2 separate regions of the Mus musculus genome follow, and region 2 is linked to region 1. A link is a contact called in public Hi-C data. All regions are on one chromosome and are shown on one strand. The core of a region is the stretch at or near the end of the contact, and the rest is flanking DNA. Distances in the headings are between cores, read along the strand shown.

Region 1 (3,772 bases), core at 369-2,868:
ATCTGACCATTTGTACATGGCATCTCATATCCCTCTACCATTTACAAATACAAGGACCCAGCTTTGGACCAGGGGCTTACTTTCTTTCCACCTTTCACTATTTTCCTTTCTATAGCATTCTACTCATTGCTACCAAGCTTTTGAGTGCAGTTCCCTGGGGATAAACTTGCCCTATGTCTTTGTTGACCATGGGAATACAACCCCAACATCATGGGTATCTTCTACCCTATAGTGCTGTCATTCCATTAATTGGACAAGGCTTGCTTCAGATGACTGTTTCCTCTGAACTCCTGTTTCATTTATAATTTGTGTCACATCATTAAACACTTAACTATAAAGTGTTTTAACTGATTCTCATTAATTTGTGCATGTTAAGCTTATCTTCCCAAGTTGAAGTTGAAGGCTCATGCCTGCTCTGGGGTTTCACAATAGCTTGCAGTGCTGGCTCAGTCTATATAGTAAATGTTTTGTGGATAACTATCAATTGAATAGTTTTTGTACGTATCCCTTACCTGAGGGGCTGCTCCAAATCTAACTATATCATTTTCCCGTCATTATTCCAGGTGTTATCTTCAGCACTAATCCCTCTATATATCTTGAGTAAGAAGATATTGTGCACTAAATTTCCAAAGTCTAAGACACTCTTCTCTCACATCAGTAAAAATGTTAAAAGGAGAAAGGACTGTAGTGATTTGTTTCTAACTTGCACGCCCTGTATAACAGTGGACCTTCTGAATAATCCATGAGAAATATATTGGTTTTTTTTTTTTTAAGAGGAAAGTTGTTGGGTCCTACAGGTCAGAAGAAAATAAGAGGCTAGTGGCTGCTTACACATCCTGGGAACATCAGGACTCTGGTGGCAAACTTGGAAATTTGAATCAAGAGCTGTATTAGGATGGACACTTTTCTACTGAGGATTCTGTATGTGTAAGAAGACATCAAAGTGTGGTATGTGGAGTAGAATCAGGAAAGAACACACATACACATACATCATATAGTATGTAGAGAATGTAGTAATGTGTGTACATATAGAACCATATTTATTCATAAAGCTCTTTCTAGCTGGGGAAATTTACTGATACACTGAAGTTACTCATATCAGCTCATTCAAGCAAAATAGTCAATATTCAGGTTTCATAATTAGTTGTTATACCACTGGTAACCAGAAATCAGCCATATTGGGAATACTTACACCAGGCAAATTAGTCAATTATACAAGTCAGGGCTTTCTTTGTCTGAACTTAGTTGAGGTAGTTGCTTTCTGGAACACCATCAATGAAAAGACCTAAAAAATCCTGGGACTTCCACACAAGGTTAAAGTCTGATCAAACCTTGAAAGAACTGGGGTCCAAAAACAAGCAGTGGCTTGCCTAAGATCACATACCTGTCCTGATAACAGAGAGGCTGAAGAAACAGCCATGTTTCTGACCCTCCTTCACTGCTTTCTGGAAATGGAATCTGATTGTTCACAATGGCATCAACTTCTTTCTTCTCTTCATTTCAATGAAAGTTCCTGCTGGTAAGGCCAGATCGCTCTTTTGTGTCAGAGCCCAGCTCATAAAATGCTATTAAGTGAATTACTGATGACCTAATTCCCAGCTGCAGGACACATTCCATTAGGGGCAGGCCAGCTGCCAAGACGTGTCAGCTATGACTGGATGGCAGGGTGATTGAAGCTATCCTGCCTGGAGTGGCTGGGCTCTGAAAGTGAGTTCATAGTCGAGAGGGGCAACTCATTTCCCCAACATCATACCCACATTGTCTTCTGGGAACCCTCTTCATCAGCTTCAAAGAGAACTTTTTCGAAATACCAACACACATTACAAAAGCAACTAGAAGTAGTGTTATTCTGTGCTAAGAGTTTAAAACAGTGCAAATTCAGTCATCACTGATTGAATAATGCTGCATTTTTTTTCTTCTCTCCATGCCATGACTTCTTTTTCTTAACTTTTCTTTCTTTTTTTTTTTTTTTTTTTTTGCCAAAGCTATGCTGTCAGGTTGTCCATTTTCCTTCCATTTTCTTTACATTGTTCTTCTTCTTCTTCTTCTTTTTTTTATTTATTTGGTGTGCCTGAGGGATACTGCACACATGCCCCAGTGTACATGTCGAAGTCAGATGACTGCTCGAATAAATTGGTTCTTTCTTTCCCCTCTGTGGTAACGAGGGATCAAACTCAGGTGATCCGGTGTTTCATCAAGCACCTTTACCCACTGAGCTATCTTTCTGGCCTCAGATTTTATTTATTGTTTTTAAATTACAATGAATTCTTCAAAATAGCAAAGCACAAAAGAGTAAGAGCAGTGATAGAACCTAGTGGGGAAACCCTCCACTCAATTCCCGATTCGGCATGCACCCAAAAAATCACGAAGGACCATCTTGATGTAATTACATGAGGTCGTTTAATTATGGAGCTCCGGACCTACATGCATCCCACACAGGAGATAATGGATGTCGGCCACGAGGCTCGGAAGCTAGGGGTTTTTATGAGGTAAGGGGCTTAGGGGTGTGGAATTCAGCATAGCGACACACTATTGGCTTATTCAAACTTCAGCAAAAAAATTACATGTACGTGCAGGGTGTCAGAGTTCTGTGAGTTGTTGACTCCAGTTTAGATAGCCCTCTTATGTCTTCACATTCCTCTTTATCTTTAAGATTAAGCTGTTCCCAGGTTTGTTTTTCTTTTTTCTCAGCCCCAGGCAGCCTCTAGGCTCACAAGCAACCAGCAATTTCTGAGTACTTTATATGACTTACAGGTCTTGAAATTTCATCTTTCTTTCAACAGTACAGTTTTTTTCACTTTGCATTCATCTCACCAGAATTTATAATCCCAGCACTCAGGAGGCAGAGGCAGGCAGATTTCTGAGTTTGAGGCCAGCCTGGTCTACAAAGTGAGTTCCAGGACAACCAGAGCCACACAGAGGAACCCTGTCTTGAAAAACCAAAAAAAAAAAAAAAAAAAAAAGAGGAAATCGGTATCTACTAGGTGAGTCCCAAGTGGGCCATTTTATAGTTGATACTTTTTTTCAGAATCGGTACAAGGGTGAAGTAAACTATAACACCTTGTAAGCTAGGAAGAAACAAGACAATTATATATGTTGTGCTCAGTGGAAAGTGGGAACGTATTTACGTTCCAAGGGAACTTTGGATTCAGTCAACCATTCCGAAAGAGGAAATGACATAGTGATGTTACAAAGCAGGCCATGGTCAGAAACCTGCACCCAAGGTTGGCTTCATCTCTAGTCAACTTTAGCGTCCTTTTGGCTCTTTGTCAACTGTGAAATGAGAGAATGACTGGATGGTTACCGGGTCCCTTCTAACTCTCAAAAGTTCTATCTTAAACCCAGAAGTCAATCACTGTGCGTCATGGCCTAGCGATCACATGCTCTGCTCTCTTTCCCTTTTCCCTTCATCTTTTCTTCACTCCTTCTGCTTTAGTCTCTAACTTCCTTTTGTTTGGTACTTGTGGTCTCCATTAGTTTATATTTTGTCTTCTCTGCTTCCTCTACTAACGCTGTCAATTAGTCACCACTCACCTTATTATTGTAGTCATTTCTAGATGCCATCACGCAATATTGACAGCTAATTAGAAAAAAAATCCCTGGCACATACTATGTAAGAGCATCCAAGTTCACTGAGATGAGTGTGTGCGGGTGCCTATTTGAGATTGGGAAGCCAGAGGGGTTATGCTGTGATTTAGAACCTTGCCAGCGAGCCCTTAAGTAAACTGGAAGTCTGAGGAATCTGCAGACAGCCATATGACTAAGAATGAAA
Region 2 (3,972 bases), core at 745-3,244, 240 kb after region 1:
AAGACAGTTAGAATACAAGCTTTGTGGACCAGAAGTTCTGGTTGTCTCTCAGTGTCTTAAGACTGCCCATTCAGCACGTCTAGTGGAACTCCATATGCAAGAATCTCATTCCTTGTTTTAGTACAACAACAAAATCTCTCCCATCCATCGATTCTGCAACCTCTTCTCTCATGAGACCTCAACTATATCTTGCTAGTCCTTGGAAGCATGCTTAACAACAACAACAACAAATAACAACAAAATAACCTATTGAGATTAGCCTAATTTTTAAAAAAACAATTTAAAATTGTTGACTTCATGGCAAAGAAGCCAGTAAGTAAGGGAAATATTTAGCCAATTCTTTAAAGATGCTTCTAGCTACCAAGGATAAAGATGCCATAATTATACTGCTGTGGTCAAGCAACAATTTCTACTAGGGTGACTGGACACTTGACAGGTGATATCTGTGGTCATATCTATCTGAGAACTCTGTTCTTTCTTCTTCCAGTTTAGCTTGCCAAGGCAAAGAAGAAGGCAACAGCAGCAGTAGCAAGACTCACAAGGGCAGCTGTAAGGTCATGGTCACATTTGATCGTCTTGCCACAGGAGAGGTAGAGGCAGGGAAGAATGCTTCCAGGAACTCTATTTATAGTCTGTGGTGGGAGACAACGTTTCCCTTCATCTCTTTGTACTTTCTGTGATCATATTATCTTTCTAACCCTTATCAAAAGTCTGGTTTTCCAAATACGTACAAATACACATCTTACAATGATATAAGCCTGCCCATAAAGACAATCCAGCCCAATATCTTTTCACATTTGGTCCCTCACTTAAAAGATAAAAGAATAGGTCCCTAAAAATGACAGAAATCATATTCCTTCATTTGGTCATTACATTTACAATGGTGTGTACCTTTCTTTTTCTCCTTGGTGAACAGTTCCAAACTACAGAGATGTTAGGAACCGAACCAAAGACTAGGTAGGTCAACCATTTCCAGGAGACTGCTGAAAGTCATATCCTGGGATAAAGCCAAGAGTAAATGCCAATCAAATGAAACCTCCATCCAAAGCCCCTTAGAAAATCGGAAATGACATAGAAAGATACAGGAAACAGGAAGAGCTAATCCTAGGTACAGCACTTCCTCTCTGACAGAGAGAGATTTGGAGTCTTTGTGTAGAGCTAATGTTCTTCGTCTGTACAAGTAGATGGTGCTCCAGGAGCAAGGCCAGGTGGCCATGAATTCTTGGCCAAGAACTCTCTAGCCATTGCTTAAATATTTTCAGTGTCCCCCACACTTAAACTTTGCCATTGCTGGACAGCTCCAGTGACTCTAAAGCTGTTCTCAAGATCTGAGCCAGGAACATTTATTTGTCTTCTCTTTACTCCATATCTCTGAGCGTCACACTTCCCTTTACATCAGCAAAGCTTACTCATACATCCTGTTGTTCCTCCTTCAGTCCAAGCCTTTGCATTATTTTTACGAGATTTCCCCACCTCCCCAGACAATCAGATTCTAACTACACTCCCCAGTTTTCTTCTCATCTAAATTATTCACAATTGTATTCAGAATTGTGTGTGTGCAGTGGCCTGTCTTTTGGAGTGGTTGTTGTGAAAGCTGAAATGACATTCGGTCACAATACAAAGGCACATCATACATTCTGAAGTGCAGCGAGGGTATGAATCAACAGCCAAACGTATACTGCAATAGTCTTCCCTGTCTGGGTTGCCTTCAGATCACCACCGCATAGAACAAGATTCAACAACGGCACAGGAAAAGTGGATGTGGCAAAACATCCACTCACTGACTAAGTTCTGCAGGCTCGGTCCTTCCAGATTAAGTTGAGACAAATTTTGCTTGAAGAAAATTTCAAATCTCAGTGAGTCATGACTATTTGGGTGGATTTAGAATGCTTGAGCTCACAAATGTCAAATTCACAAATGTTAAAGGCCTGCAGCAGATGTGACTGAAGTCAGGCAGGAAATGAGTAACTCCAGATGGACGCAAACAATAGCGAGCTGTGAAGGTTATGTGTAACTGGGAAGGGATAATATAACCACAGCAAACATTAATACAGCAGATACTGTGTATAGCATGGCTTGAAAGGCTTTATGTGTATGGACCTGTTTGCCCTGCAGAGTATCCTATAACTCCTCATTCCCACTTGAATCTATGGTTGAAAAGTGGGGAAACTAGAGAAGACTAAATCCTCATTTGTGCTCTTCGGGAGAAAAAGGAAGAGCCAATGTCTCACCCAAGATGCTAAATGTTTGAGGCTGAACATGGAGAATGCAGACTTCCTCCATGCCTTCATAGTCTGAGGAAGTGAAAAGTAACTTTGTTCTTCTATGCTATTTAATTTCCTAAGGAGGAACTCCTAATAAACATGAAATCATTTCTACCACAGATGACTTATAAAGTACTTGTAAGACTTGTTGATTTTTACAGATAGTCTGTTTTGATATGAACATGGAACATAGTACAGAGGCACAGAGAGAAGGAAAAATAGTAGTTTCTGTTTTGGCCGTTATAGGACACAGATTCAAGCCAAGTTTTCTTACCCAATGACTAACTAGGGTTCAGAAACATATCCTGTGCTTATCTGGAATATCGTGAGGCAGTATTATGTATGCATTTGTAGTCTTTCTTTCCTTGTTTCTTCTGTTTTTCACCTGGGTTTTTAAACAGAGTCCCTTCTCTAAAATTTAGTCTCACCTGTAAAACCAGCAAAGAGAATAGTTTGGCTGATGCTAAGGATGTAGAGCAAGCAGCAGTGCCAGCAAATATGAAACTGAAAGAAGCCAAAGGCTTTTGTAGCTAGCTATGCTGCAAATGCCATTAAGAGATAAGTTATAGGAGATACAAATAGTACTTAACACAAATATCTTAAAACATGCTGTATTTAACATGTTTCTTCAATGTTTGTTCCTACACCTCACTTCTGACCCTCATCTTTTCCAACTTGGTCCCTTCCATTACCTACATACCCATTTTCCAGGTTGCATGTTTCGTCCCCTTCTAATTTGTGCATCACTCTTTGGTATGAAATGCAGAAACAAAACAAAAACAAACAAACAAACAAAAAACAAACAAACAAAAAGCACCCTTGCTGTTGACCAAGTCAGTCTTTAGCATCATTCTCCTGATAAAATATTTGAAGTCTATGAAACAATATTATTCCAGAACTAAAAACAAATAAGAATGTCAAAAGTACAGACCAATATCTCATAAACCCAGATGCAAATGTCATTCTTTTGAACACTAGTAAACCGATCCCAACAAAATATAAAAGTATGATTATATACCACAAAACTTAAAGGTTGTTCCAACATGAAAATCACTCAACAGGACATATTTTTTTTTGATTTTTTTTCCATTTTTTATTAGGTATTTCGCTCATTTACATTTGCAATGCTATACCAAAATTCCCCCATAGCCACCCACCCCCTCTCCCCTACCCACCCACTCCCCTTTTATGGCCCTGGCGTTCCCCTGTACTGGGGCATATAAAGTTTGCGTGTCCAATGGGCCTCTCTTTCCAGTGATGGCCGACTAGGCCATCTTTTGATGCATATGCAGCTACAACAGGACATATTAATGGAATAAAAAGTTTAAAACATATGATCATCTCAACAAACAGAGAATATGTATATGAAAAAATTCTACATCCTTTTATGATGTTTATAGAACTGGCATAGAAGAAAAAAATGCTCACTCTGAGAAAGGACATCTATGAAATATGCTCAGCTCTACATCATGCTGAAAGACTTTCTATACCTTCACAAATAAGGCAAGCCTATATACTTTCATGAATAAGGCTGCACACTTGTCTTATGCTTTCTGGTCAGCATTGAATTAGATGTTTTAGCCAGGGAAACTAAACAAGAAAAAAACAATAATCCTCTAGATTGAAAAGAAAGATGTAAATCTATGTAATCAAGTGAAATTATCTCACATATAGAAAACCCCAAGGAAGCCATTTAAAACAACGAACT

Evidence for each region. Hi-C and Micro-C count contacts between places; a contact is called where the count stands out from the background.
Region 2: a Hi-C map of the C2C12 cell line shows a contact between it and region 1, with 2.1 times the contacts expected there. The contact joins two enhancer-like sites. A contact is called at or near these places in 1 of 484 Hi-C or Micro-C datasets (the C2C12 cell line) and 1 of 9 other capture datasets (embryonic stem cells).

Annotation. Positions count from the first base shown.
Region 1 is chr16:42,439,398-42,443,169 of GRCm38.p6, forward strand. No RefSeq gene overlaps it. Among named protein-coding and RNA genes, the nearest start is that of Gap43, 100 kb to the left of the region's middle. Within about 2 kb of position 1,619, at least 21 of the 459 cell types and tissues checked have an H3K27ac peak or open chromatin away from gene starts, as enhancers often do. A contact at or near this core is called in the C2C12 cell line, where this site is marked.
Region 2 is chr16:42,675,502-42,679,473 of GRCm38.p6, forward strand. No RefSeq gene overlaps it. Among named protein-coding and RNA genes, the nearest start is that of Gm29960, 25 kb to the left of the region's middle. Within about 2 kb of position 1,995, at least 48 of the 459 cell types and tissues checked have an H3K27ac peak or open chromatin away from gene starts, as enhancers often do. A contact at or near this core is called in the C2C12 cell line, where this site is marked.